Regions from separate parts of the Zea mays genome. Here region 1 is linked to region 2. A link is a contact called in public Hi-C data. All regions are on one chromosome and are shown on one strand. The core of a region is the stretch at or near the end of the contact, and the rest is flanking DNA. Distances in the headings are between cores, read along the strand shown. Region 1 holds the start of LOC100286028. Region 2 holds the start of LOC103625810 (histone H1-like).

Region 1 (6,205 bases), core at 3,532-6,031, 160 kb before region 2:
CTCTGCATGTATGGAATGTACTTACCATCTTGATGTTGGTGTTCAAAATACAAAGAGAGACGGAAGATTGAGAGGATGATAAGGCGACTCGAGAAGCAACAACGTTCAAATGGTGACGGTGTCAACAATAATCTGTCAAAATTGCGAGAAGATCTTGAATATGTTAGAGTAAGCTTCCTACATTACTGCCCTGCCCATGATGATATGACATATAAGTATCATTACAACTTTGTTTTCTGTGATGTATCATTCTCTTTGCATTAGGTTGGAGGTTCTAATCAACCATTTTTTATCTGTACCTGCTTGAATCCTGAGCTAAAGCTTCTATATCTCAACTCATTTGTAGTTCTTCCCTAAGAATGAGAAATATGTCTCGCTGTTCACTGGAGGGAACAGTCAAGATATTGTTCAAGAGAGGAATAAATGGCGCAAACAGATCAAGGAGAATCTCATGGCTGCTGCAGCAAACGGAAAAGATTTAGAAGGTGTTTGTTTGTGTTACTATTTAAGTTGATGACCTTTGGAATTTTGATACCCTTTTACTGGATGCCTAATGTGTGAAATACTAAACTTTATTCTTGGTCATTTAACAGAGACAGCAAGCGACGACGATACCTTGGATGTGAGTGATGATGACTTCTTTATGTCTGGAAGTTCAAGTGATGAAGAGGCTGATGATGAGTGGACTGACAAAAGTGCTAAGTATGGTTCACAACCCACAACTCTTGTACACTGTAGATGCTTTAGCCCCCCCCCCCCCCCCCCCCCCCCATGTCCTGTAACATGGTATGATGGTATCACTTGTGAGGTCCTAAATCTAATGCTTCCTTCTGATATATCGTCCATATGCTTCCCTCTGGTACTGTGAGAACATTGGTACTGCTGTGCAAATGTATCTTTGTTTCTTTCTTGCTTTCATGTGCTGATGTGTTCTACTTTTTTCTTCACTTGGTGTGCTAATGTTACATGTACCAACCTTCTGCAGGGAACCAGCATCCAGTGCTTCAGGTAGGGCAGCATCTGGCATGTCAAGTGATGAAAAGAACCAGGTACCTTTGTTAGGGGTGTTTCAGTTTTTTTCTTCAGAGCTCTGGGAAACTATTGAAATTTGCATTTCCTTTTGTTTAACTGAACCTATTCTGTTTTGCAGCGTCAGAGAGATGCTCGAGTTCTTATGCCGCCACCACGCTCATTAGCCCCAAATAGAGGCAGACATGCAGATAAACGTGCGATATCCAGCTCGAGCAGTACTTCAAACAGCACAAGCGGCGAATCATTTAAAAATAGAAGAGTACCAAATCGCCCCGCGGATAATAACAGTAATCTGAGCTCAAATTCTGATGTTCATAAACCACGGCGCAAAAGGAGGCATAAGAAGAAAAGAAAGCTGGTATAACTTTGCATCCACACCATAAACCCTTCTTTTGTGCCACTTTTTATGGACATGTTTCAGAAAACATAGGATGAACCGTGTCTGAAACTTCCGTGTATCCTTTTTTTTTCAATCTTCACTATGGGTTCCGAGCTCATTCATCACCTTATATGGCTACTTCTGCCTAAACTGTGAATTGTTTATCCAATTGTGGTGCCTTGGACACTGCTGTGAAATCTATATTTTGGTAACCATCAAATGACCAAGCTATCGAAGTTTATCCATTGGGTTTTATAGAGATCATAAGTTCACCGCCATTAACATTCCATGCATCAAAGGTAGAGATCTGCATAAACAGTAACTGTGATAAAATACTGAGGGAAATCCGGCCACCTGATGTTTGTGTGGCTGGAGGTTAGCTTTGCGCCCTATGCTTAACCTATTTTGAGGCAAGTCGGTGGTGATGATATCTGTGTAGTTGGCGTCGCCCTGTACCGTTTTGTCTCCCATATACAAAACAGTGTTGATGGTGGTTAACTGTCTCTTGTAATAATAATAATATATATATTCGCAGTCTCACAACGCTGCCTCTGTATCTCAGCAGGCATGATGAATATTCCCAAAGCGCGTGAACTGTGGGGGGTACGGTGGAAATTCAGATTCCCAGCGAAGTTTGGACTTTCAGCATGGCCAATTTGGAGAAGTTGAAAAAAAAGAAGACACAGCATGTGCGATGTGTCTGAGCAAGTTGATTGATTCTGTATCCTCACTCCTAAATCCTGATGTAAAACGACTGTACATCCATCTGTTCATGGATATCACTTGCGGTGGTCAGATCTTGCCAGTGTACCGAATGCGTGTCCGTCATTTCCGCCGTGAAATTATGTATGCTTTTTTCCCCCGATGGTCTCCGATGATTCTGTAGTACTTGGGAAGCGCGGAACAGCGACAGCTCCATGGATTCAGTACACCCCGTGGCCTGGAGATGGTGGTAGCTTTTATCCTTGGTAGGCTGTGAATTGGGGTGGGTCGCCTGCTGGCTGCTCCCGGCTCTCAAGAGATCCCATGACCTGTATGCGCGATACGTATGTTGCATTGTCGCCCGGCTGTCTGATTCGCATCTACTGTGCGGGCGTGGTGGGTCTGGTGCGCGTTGTCCGTTGCCGAAGCATTCACCGCCAGTCGCAACCGCATGGGGGGGCTCTTACTGTTGTGATACTGCGTGCTCTGGTCTCCTCTTCACAGAGCGATGTCACCGGGCCAGAAATATCTCCTTGTCATCTCTGCCCGCCCGCCCGCCTGCCTGAATTTCTCGTGCAGCCATGCATGGCATGGCATGGCATGGCACGGCCCCTGATCAGGTCCCCGGCTGTGTTGCTGCGTGCTCGCTCCATGCTACGTGTCGTCGCTCTCAGATGTTCATGTGGTGGGCAGGGCACGCATCTGGCTGAGCTCCGTGATAGCTCTCGTTTCACTTTGAGGTATACTATATGCGTGACGAAGCAGAAGACCAAGGGGACACCGGGGAATGCGTGCTTTTATCAGCATGTTTATAGTACTGTCGGCATAGAGAGATGGTGGCAGGGAAGAACGGTCGTGCTGTGCCTGCCAAGGTACGTGCGGCAGTCTTAATGTGCAGTCTCTCCATGCTGTCCGCCTGTACCGTACCAGATTAGTTGAGCGCGGAAAAACGATGGCCGTGGATGGCTATCGTCGTCTATCGACTACCAGAAAGGACCTGTCGACTTTACGTCTTTAGCCAGATCTGAGATGCATGCATCGCCAAGCCTTCCGTTTTTCTTCTTCTTCTTCTCATGAATAAACCTCAACGGCGTCCACTGGAGAACGATGCCTCAGAAACGGAGAGACACGAAGAGACAATGAGAAAAGCAGCAGCTTTATCACAAACATCAGTGGCCATACTAGTAGTGGTATTTTCTTTGTGACGTTTTGTTATCAGGAGAGATGCCAAAAGGAAATTAACTCAAATTTGAAATCCCCCCTCTCCTTTTCTTCATTCATACATTTTTTCCTCAAACTTGCTCACTTACAAAAGGAGGGGGAAAAAAATCAAAATTACAGATGACCAGCACATGCCACTGTACAAAGCTTATGTGCGTGCACAGTACAATCTCGCTCCGATCTGCACGTCCAGCCAGCCGTCCACAGCTAGCACTGCCCTCATGCATCACCCCTCCATCTCATCTGATGACAGGACGGCGTGACTGATGACGCGCGCGTACGCCGCCGTGATCCTTGAACCATCACCTCCATCTCCGTGGTGTGCATATGGGCCGGCAGCCGGTCTGGTGGCTAGCTGGCCGTAGAACACGACGACGCGCGCGTGCATGCGTGGGCTCCCTCCCCATGCAGGTATACCCAACCGCCTTCAGTTCCAGTAGGTCGTCTTCTTCTCCTCTCTCAAACTCTCATGCATGACAGCATGAGTCCGGCCGGCCTCCATGCATATGCATACAACAGGTCCTTGCATCCTCGTTGCTTGGTTATCTTGCTTCGGACCCCCTCATGATCCTGAGCTTCTTGCAAGAACAGATGAACATCCTGCAGATTCCACAGCAGTGCGCAAGTGAGGTCAGGTGTTGTTGTTCCTCCTTTATCCATGGATAGATATAGATGCTGCTGCTGCCCGGCGGTACTACTTACTCCCATGGCACGTCGCCGGCGAGCATGAGGTCGCCGTCCTTGTCCTCGTAGGCGACGGCGAACTGGCATCCGCCGTCGGCCGAGGAGGAGAAGCAGCCGAAGAGCGCGTCCAGCGCGTCCCTCAGCTCACGGTAGCCGCCGTAGGTCCGCAGGTCCACCTTCCGGAGGTATGGCGCCCCGTCCATGCTCACCTTCACGTACAGGCCTCCTCCTCCCTGCTGCTCGCCCCGCCTGGTCCTCCTCGCCTCCGCCGCCGCGTGGAACGCGTTCTTCCGGTACACTCTCACCGGCGGCCACCCCACCACCTGCACCCTGCGCGCGCGCGGCGCGTTCACGGACACAGCATCAGCTCAGCTGCTAGCTGCCTGCTAACGAACGGGAAAATCCATGTGCGCGGCTGCCGAGACTTACTTGGAGGTCGGTGCGGCGTCGTCATGGTCATGGTCGTCCGTCCCGGACGCCTCGCTCTCCACCACCGACGACGACGGCCGTTTCGCCGCCGCCAACGAAGGCTGCACGACGTTGATGACGTCTCTGTTGCTGCTGCCGGGCGGACCCAGACGCAGCTCTGCGTCGATCATCTCCATGGCCGTACGTCGCGCGCGCCGATCGATCACAGAAGCAAAATGCTCGCCGGCCGGACGACGAAAAAGACGTAACTCGCGCCGAGAATATAGATGCACGATGGATGAGGCAAGAAGAGAACAGCTAGCGTGAGAATGCTTGGCTTGCACTGCTCGTCGTTCCGTTGCGTGCCCACGAGGCTCGCTTATATACAGGCGGTTGCCTGTTGCCAGTAGCAGTTGCGTGCACCTGCCATTCCTCCGGGGAGGGGAGAGGGACTGCGACGCCGGGTGGGTATGCGGGTTCGGACCCAGGCACCCAGCCGACAGGTGGGGCCTGGGAGGTGGACCAGGTCGGGGGCTAGATTCCTTGCGATGCCCGTCGCCTCGGAGCGGCAGGCAGGCGCATGTGGTTGTGGGATGCGGGGCCCGGATTTCAGTGGGCCAGGCCAGGCGTGGCGCTGCTGCCATCGTGCGGGGCTCACACGTGTAGCGGCTCGGCCAGTCTGGTCTCGCTTGGATGGATGGGGCCGTGGCCGTGGGCGCATGCAGGAGCCAGCTCATGGGCCACGTCGGCGCGTACTCCGGTACCGGCGCATACGCGTGGAGGTGGTGGACTGGTGGAGTTGCCGAGCCAGTCTGGAGACTTGAAACCTCTCACTGCATTGCAACCGTAGCTGATTGTGTCCGTCCAAAACCGAAACCCGTACGTTGTAATCAACAATGTTTTTTCTTTTAGGTTAGAACGTGTTATTAGGGCAAAATAAATGGCTACATGTCAAATGATCTCATACAACATCGATCTCATGCATATAGTATCTCTAGCTAGTTCGTCAGACCACACTACAGTCTGCGTGTACGCCAGCTGTTTGCGTTTGCGAGGAACAAAACCACCGTATCGTATATCCCGGCCGGGAACCAAGCAGACCATCGATTAGTATTATAAACAAAACACACAGGCAGTGTTGCAGCAGCAAATCGCTCCTCGTATCTCGGCATCTCGCGGTCTGATCGAGCAGCAGTAGACAGATCGATACGTCCACGTATAGATGTCCAAACGGGCGGCACGGCCCGGCCTAGCCCGAGCCCGTTTGAGCCCGGCCCGTTTGAGCCCGACCTGTTAGCCGGGCCGGGCCGTGCCGCCCGACGGGCTTACTCTTCTGTCCGAGCACGGCACTATATAGGCCCATCCGTGCCGGGCCGGCCCGGAAAGCCCGGCCCACGAAGGAGCCCGGTCCAGCCCGAGCACGCCAACTAACACAATTCTAAATTCACATTTAAACAAGCACATAAATTCACAGTTTACATTTGCATCCACATAATGACACAAAATCATAAATCACAGACACACAGTATATACATATTCACATATGCACAGAACAGAAATATAAAGATAAGTAATATAAACTAACACAGTTCTAAATTCACATTTAAACAAGCACATAAATTCACAGTTTACATTTGCATCCACATAATGACACAAAATCATAAATCACAGACACACAGTATATACATATTCACATATGCACAGAACAGAAATATAAAGATAAGTAATATAAAGGATTAGAGCTGTTTGTGCAATGACTGCCTCATTAAAAACCTTTCT
Region 2 (6,470 bases), core at 2,304-4,803:
AGGGGCGAAGTGACTGTGGTCACTTCGGCCCTGCCGACTGAGGAACGCGCGTCAGGATAAGGTGTCAAGCGATCCTTGCATTGAATGCTCCTGCGATACGATCGGTTGGCGAGGCGATCTGGTCAAGGTTGCTTCTCCGCGAAGCCTGCCCGAGCTGGGCCTCGGGCGAGTCGAAGGTGCGCCCGTTGCTTGAGGAGGCCCTCGGGCGAGGCGTGAATCCGACTGGGTCTACTGTTCCTGCCCGAAGCTGGGCTCGGGCGAGGCGAGATCGTGTCCCTTGAGTGGACGGAGCCTTGACCTGTATTGCGCCCATCAGGCCTTTGCAGCTTGTGCTGATGGTGGTTACCAGCCGAGTTTAGGAGTCTTGGGGGTACCCCTAATTATGGTCCCCGACAGAAATGGACAAGATAGCCATTTCTACCTATTTTGATGATTCAATGTCCTACACAACATTGTGGATTAGCTTGACTGATAATTATACGAGTATAGGTTCTTTCATATGCAATTTGGAGGATTCAATGAGGTTTGAACTTTTAGATTCTAAATCCAAACGAGCTCAAAAGAGGCCAGAAAGTGCAACTTTGTAAAACAGGTTAGAACTATGAGGTTTGAACCTTTAGATATGTTGCATAGGTCTATTACAATGTGTTCTAACACTTTGCTTTGGTCTCTAACTCAGTTTCTGAAGAAAAGTGTGTTTTGAGACAGTTTGAGCCAGAACTGAAATTCTGGAGAAACGTTAAGAAAGGTGAGTTTCCTTGACTTAGTTCGATTGATTATACTCTTACAATGTTTGTCTAAATCGTAGGAAGGCTTCCAAGAAAAGCCATGTCAAATGGAGCAAAACTTGGCCAAAAAGCACTTTGGTCGTGCAGTCCGGTACTCACCGGACCGTCTTATGGTGCACCGAGTCGGGTTCACAGTGAGTCTAGGCACAAGCTTTGGAAGCCTAGTGCGACCAAACCAGTTCGGTGGTGCACCTATATATAAAGTAGTCTCAAGAATTTTAATTATAAAAAATCATCGGACCATCTATAGTGAAGGTTCCATGGAACATCGGACCTCGACTCCAATGGCGCGTAACGACTAGTTCAACGATCGGGTGACATGTGATGGTCCAGAGGTTGATGGAACCATTCTGGTGCTAGCCCGACTTGGAAGGCCTCGTTAAAGATCCTAGAGTACATATCTCTAACTCGATCTAATGGTGCACAAGACCGATCTAGGGAGAACTGTATGAAGTACAGTCTCCAATAGTTACAGGGTCTGTTTGGTTCAGCTTTTTTCTGACCAACTTTTCTGAGAATCTAGTTGTGAAGAGAATATAGTTGTGGGGAGAATCTGAGTATTATTAGGATTACGTGCGGAGGAAGATAAAAATGTTCATAAGGCTCAGAATCTAGAAAGTGACGGATTCCTACTATTGCAACAACTCAACCGATTATATGTTTATGTTGATTTTGAATAGTTTTTACCTAAATGAATTTTATAGAAGCTGGCTGAAAAGCTGACACGTTTGACAGTTCTTAGCAGCTTTTGGTGGCTAGAAGCTGAAAAAACTGAAACAAACAGGGGCATAGTATTATCTATCTATAAAACTAAAATATTATAATTGTTTTAAGATATTATAAATTTAGGTGTAGAACTCAGTTTTCAAAAAAAATGTATAATTTTAAATTATGGTATTATCATAACTAAAGTATAATGTAGTATTATAAAAACTGTAGTTTCATAAACTTTGGTCCCAAACAAAGGTCTAACACAATATAGCTTTTAAGGCCCTGTTTGGGAACAAAGTTTTTGAAAACTACAGTTTTTGAAATACTATATTATACTTTAGTTATGACAATATCGTAGTTTATAATACCGCAGTTTTGAAAACTGAGGTCCAGAGCTAAGTTTAGAATGCCTTAAAACAACTATAGTATTTGCAATACTTCAGTTTTGAAAACAGAGTTTTTACCCAGCTTGCCAAACACCATTATGTATTCAGTTTTGAAAACAGAGTTTTTACCCAGCTTGCCCAACACCATTATGTATATAATACTGCAGTATTTGAGAATACTGCAGTATTCTTCCAAAACTGCAGAAAAACTTTGTTCCCAAACAGCACCTAAATGGCATCCGATCATACTGTATTTACGACTGTTTCAGGCTTCGCGCTGCTACATTGGTGTCTTAACCAAATTCTGGGCAAATCTGCGGTCAAATTCTCAAGATAGCAGATAGCGACGCCCTTTGTAGCAGGTATATCACGGTACAAAAAAAAAATTATCACCACATAAGCCTTACCTCAACCAGGAACAGATCCACCATCATCCACGGAAATGAACCCTCCCGAGAAAAAATAACAAAAACTCCATCGTCATCGTTCGCCACCGACCATTCACAACAGCTACTGAAAGATTGACTTAGTGTTCCCAGCATCCGATATCAAATTTACAACATTGCACACACAGACACCACCTAGGCTAAAGGGAGAGCAAACATCTAGCGTAATACGAGAACCAAACCCTACATTTCTCCGACGCCTACCCCTCCTCTACTTCTTCGCCTTCCGAGACGGCGCTTTTCGGGCAGGGGCAGCCGCCTTCTTCGCCGGAGCGGCCTTCTTGGCTACCGGCGCCTTCTTCGCGGCGGCCGCGGGCTTCTTGGCCACCGGCGCCTTCTTTCCTGGCGTGGCCTTGGCCGACGTCTTGGCCGCCTTGGCGGGGCGGCCGGCCTTCTTGGCAGCTGGCTTCGGCTTAGCGCCGGCAGCCTTGGGCTTCGCCTTGGCAGCAGGCTTGGCCTTGGGCTTGGCTGGTGCCTTGGGTTTTGCTGCTGCTTTCGGCTTGGAAGCGGGCTTCGCGGCCGCCTTGGGCTTTGTGGCGGGCTTGGGCTTCGCGGGGGACTTGGCCTTCGGTTTGGCAGCGGCCTTGGGCTTCTTCACGCCGGTCTTGGTCTTCTTCGGGGCGGCCTTTGGCTTGGTGGCGGACGACAGCTTGTACGAGTTCTTCACCTTGGTCAGCTTGCCGCCGGCGACGAGCTTCTTGAGCTGAACGTTCAGAAGCTTGCGGAAGTTGGGCGGGAGCTTGTCCTTGTGCTTGTCCTCCAAGAACTTGGCAATAGCAAAGCTGCTGGACCCCGTCCTCTCCTTGAGCGACGCGATCGCCTCCGAGACCATCTGCGCACAGACCATCCACAATTCCGTCAGATCCAGATGCGGCGGAGAGGCACGCACAGCACGGCAGAAGGGTCAAAGGGAAGGCTCCAATTACCTCGGCGTACGGCGGATGGGTCGGGCTGGCGCGCTTCTTCGGCGCTGTGGCCTTCTTGGCCTTGGCCGGCTTCGCGTCAACAGCAGGCGCCGCCGGGGTGTCCGCGGGCGCCTCAGGGGCCGCATCCACCAACGGCGCGGGAGTCTCAGCCACGTCGGTCGCCATCAGAGCAGGACTCGGGCCTCGATGAGGAAGGAGAGGGCGAGCTCGGGTGCGCCGATGAGGAGAGCTGTGCGCTGGTGATGTGTGGAGGTCGTGGCGGAGGAAGCCGTGCTTAAATTGTGGCGACGGCACGTAGACGAGGAGAGCCCAACGCCTCGCGCTGATTGGTCCATACGGCCTCGTCTCGGATTGCCCCCATCAGCGCCCCCCACATTGAATGTGGTCCGCTCGATCCAGCCACATCCAACGGTCTTCGAATCGCCCCGCCGCGGTGCCGCGGATTCCTTCCCGGCACAGCCGGCTGCGGGAGCTGAGGAGCTTGGATGGGATTGTGCTTCTCCTACCGATTTGCGATCGAATATCTCTTCGCCTGATCCACCGATCCGTCGCAAACTCTGCAGACACGTAGGGATGGTGCATAGCTTTCGAACGAGTGTACAGCCGATGGATTTCGTTGAGTATACAGAGAGATACTGGCTCGGAAGTCCGAAGTGGTCCGGACGGCGCTTTTGTGTGAGTTTGGACGGGATTTCCGGCCGGCGAAACGGGGTGCACCGGCGAACAATGCCGCCTCTCAGCACGGCCGTGTAGCAGGCTAGCAGAGGAAGCCAGGGAGCTCCGGATCTCGTGAAGCCGACGCTGTTTCGATGGTCTACGGCGGATAGAAGTGAACGTGACGCAACTGATACACCCTTGGGCATGCACTCATCCAGGCCGGTGTGTGACCGGCACCTGCCTTTGTGCCGTGCGCCGTCGCGGTGGCTGGCCGGCTTGCCGGAGCACCACCACCCTTCTTCGTGCTTGTCTATGGGGAAGTTGCTCCCGCAGCTGCATTTGCGTTGCCACGCTCTGATCCGTGGCAGATCGCTCGAAAGTGATCCGAGGTAGCTGCTGCCGTTTCGGAAGAAACCATTGTTGTTGCACGACACACCTGCTTCCACTCGAGGGCCCAATTCCAATTTTTCGAAATGCTCAAAGCATGCATGGTTTTGTTTGAATCTGATTTCGCAAGGCAGATTGATGCAGGGGTTACAACAAGCCCATATAGACTAGAGACTACCATAGAATTCCCTAAGGCTTGCCCGCCTTTCATATGTCGACACTGAGCTATCTCCATTAGCATAAACCCGCGAAAATAAAACATAACAGTTTTTAATGCATGAAACACAGGTCTCCTGTACAGAAATATATGTCTCAGGTGCACACATGATCCACCATAATTCCTCTGAATAGCATCTGCCCTGAAATTTGCTAATCAGAAATAAGTTGAAACGGTCCAACCTAACCAATCACCACAGCAGCAGTGAAACATACACAAGACCTTTTGGATGCCCATGTATTCACCTTAATCCGTATATGTCTCAGGTGCAGGTTGTAGCAAAGCAATAACTGTTGTTCTGCCAAAGAAAATATTTTAGCTTTCATGCTACAGAAGATGCAGTAAAACATGGGAAGCAAAAAGGGGACAACAAGGATACAATTTCCATGAATGACAAGGATACACATATCTCCATCTTACCCATGGAATTAAAGATTGCCATAGGACTATGCATGCAGTATAATGGATCGCGAATAGGAAAAACAAAGCACGGCCTCCATCTTACCCCTGGAATTATTCTCAGTTGTACAACTTCAGTTAGCAGCTTTCGCTTCTGAATAGTTAGACCAAAGTTCACTCTATAAGCCCCAATTAGCAGTATTGGTTATTCCAGGGGTAAGATGGAGATCCATGAGCATGGCAACATCTTGGCGACCATTGCAGTGACATGTCTTGTGACCGCTCAATCAAGAACCTCACAACCTGCAAAAAAATCATAGAATAATAAATCAATTCGATTCTTAAGATGCATTGCTCCCCCGCTCAATCAAGAACCTCAGAACAGGGGCTGAGGTCGGGGGCCGCGTCCGCCGCCGCTGTGGTTGTGGGCGGCTGGGGAGGTGGAGACATATTGCATCCGCATAAGAATCAAATGTATCTTGTACATGGTAGAATAACCTTGTGATACAAGCACACTAACAAGTTAACAACAGATCGAATGCACATGCCACATGGTAAACATTACAACATTAGAAGCACACAGAATATCCATACAAATAAATACCAAGTAAAGACAATCATCTATGGGGAAACACCTTCATAGGGTGACTGCGTAGGGGCACACATGTTCTCCAACGGCAACTCGCTTATATTTGGTGCTGCAGGCGTGAGAAGAAGAAAATCTGAATCAGATAATAGGCTAGAGAAATGAGACCAGTGCAGTAGCAGCAGACGCTAAATTACACCAAAATTTTGAAAGAGCTAGGCACCTGGTTCGCTGAGGAGCTGTTGTCTCCTGCACATATCCAAATCCGAAAAAGATTAATCGTCATCAGAGGCGGTCAGCAGAAAGTACGTCGAAATGCACGGTGGAGCAAGGGGGCTAGGGTTTGGAGGCGGCGCTACATGGCGGGCATGGTGGTGGTGTTCTCAGGTCACCCCTCGAGGAGGTGGAGCCAGTGGAATGGCGCCGTCGACTGTGGCGTCGCCGAAGTCGTCGGAGTCAAAGGGCTGGGAAGTGAAGCGCAGGAGGTCGCCCACGCGCTGCGTCGATGGGAGGTGGTCGTCGACTGCGGCGAGGATTTGGGGTGAGGATGGCTCCATCAGTGTTGAAGGCAGCCTGCTTTATTAGGGTTTGGGGAAGGGCAGTGATGGCTCGGCCTGCGCCGCGTGTGGGGAGTGTGGTGGGGGCTCGGGCGGCTCCACGTCGATGGGAGGTGACCGTCAATTGCGGCGTTGATGGGACGCACGGCGTTGATGGGGGCAAGGCGCGACGTTGATTGCGGCGTTGATGGAGTCACCGCGCGATGGTGGCGGGGGCTCGCGCAGGAGTAAGGCGGGGCGACGCTGACGTCTTTGGATTCGTCTCGGCCGACCTCGCGAGCTAGGGAGGCGGTTAGCGTGGATTCGGGCATGGGCGGTAACGATCGCTGTATGGGGTGAAGGAGGCAGGGGAGGACAGGGGTGCGCGACGGGCACGGACCTCGCGAGCGAGGCGGGGGAGGCGGCTGTCA

Evidence for each region. Hi-C and Micro-C count contacts between places; a contact is called where the count stands out from the background.
Region 1: a Hi-C map of leaf shows a contact between it and region 2, with 4 times the contacts expected there. The contact joins the promoter of LOC100286028 here to the promoter of LOC103625810 in region 2. A contact is called at or near these places in 4 of 25 Hi-C or Micro-C datasets (ear, leaf and tassel) and 1 of 3 datasets of contacts at active chromatin or transcription factors (leaf).

What each region holds. Positions count from the first base shown.
Region 1 is chr5:4,485,462-4,491,666 of Zm-B73-REFERENCE-NAM-5.0, reverse strand. It overlaps LOC100286028, which reads right to left and starts at 4,781. Exons shown (of 3, transcript NM_001158916.2): 1 at 4,448-4,781; 2 at 4,037-4,348; 3 at 3,289-3,934. The coding sequence starts at 4,623. The coding sequence ends at 3,877. It overlaps LOC100191329, which reads left to right. Exons shown (of 8, transcript NM_001353500.1): 3 at 56-168; 4 at 347-485; 5 at 594-702; 6 at 986-1,049; 7 at 1,151-1,390; 8 at 1,977-2,270. The coding sequence ends at 1,982.
Region 2 is chr5:4,320,658-4,327,127 of Zm-B73-REFERENCE-NAM-5.0, reverse strand. LOC103625810 (histone H1-like) reads right to left here and starts at 3,553. Exons shown (of 2, transcript NM_001319703.2): 1 at 3,258-3,553; 2 at 2,272-3,163. The coding sequence starts at 3,422. The coding sequence ends at 2,543.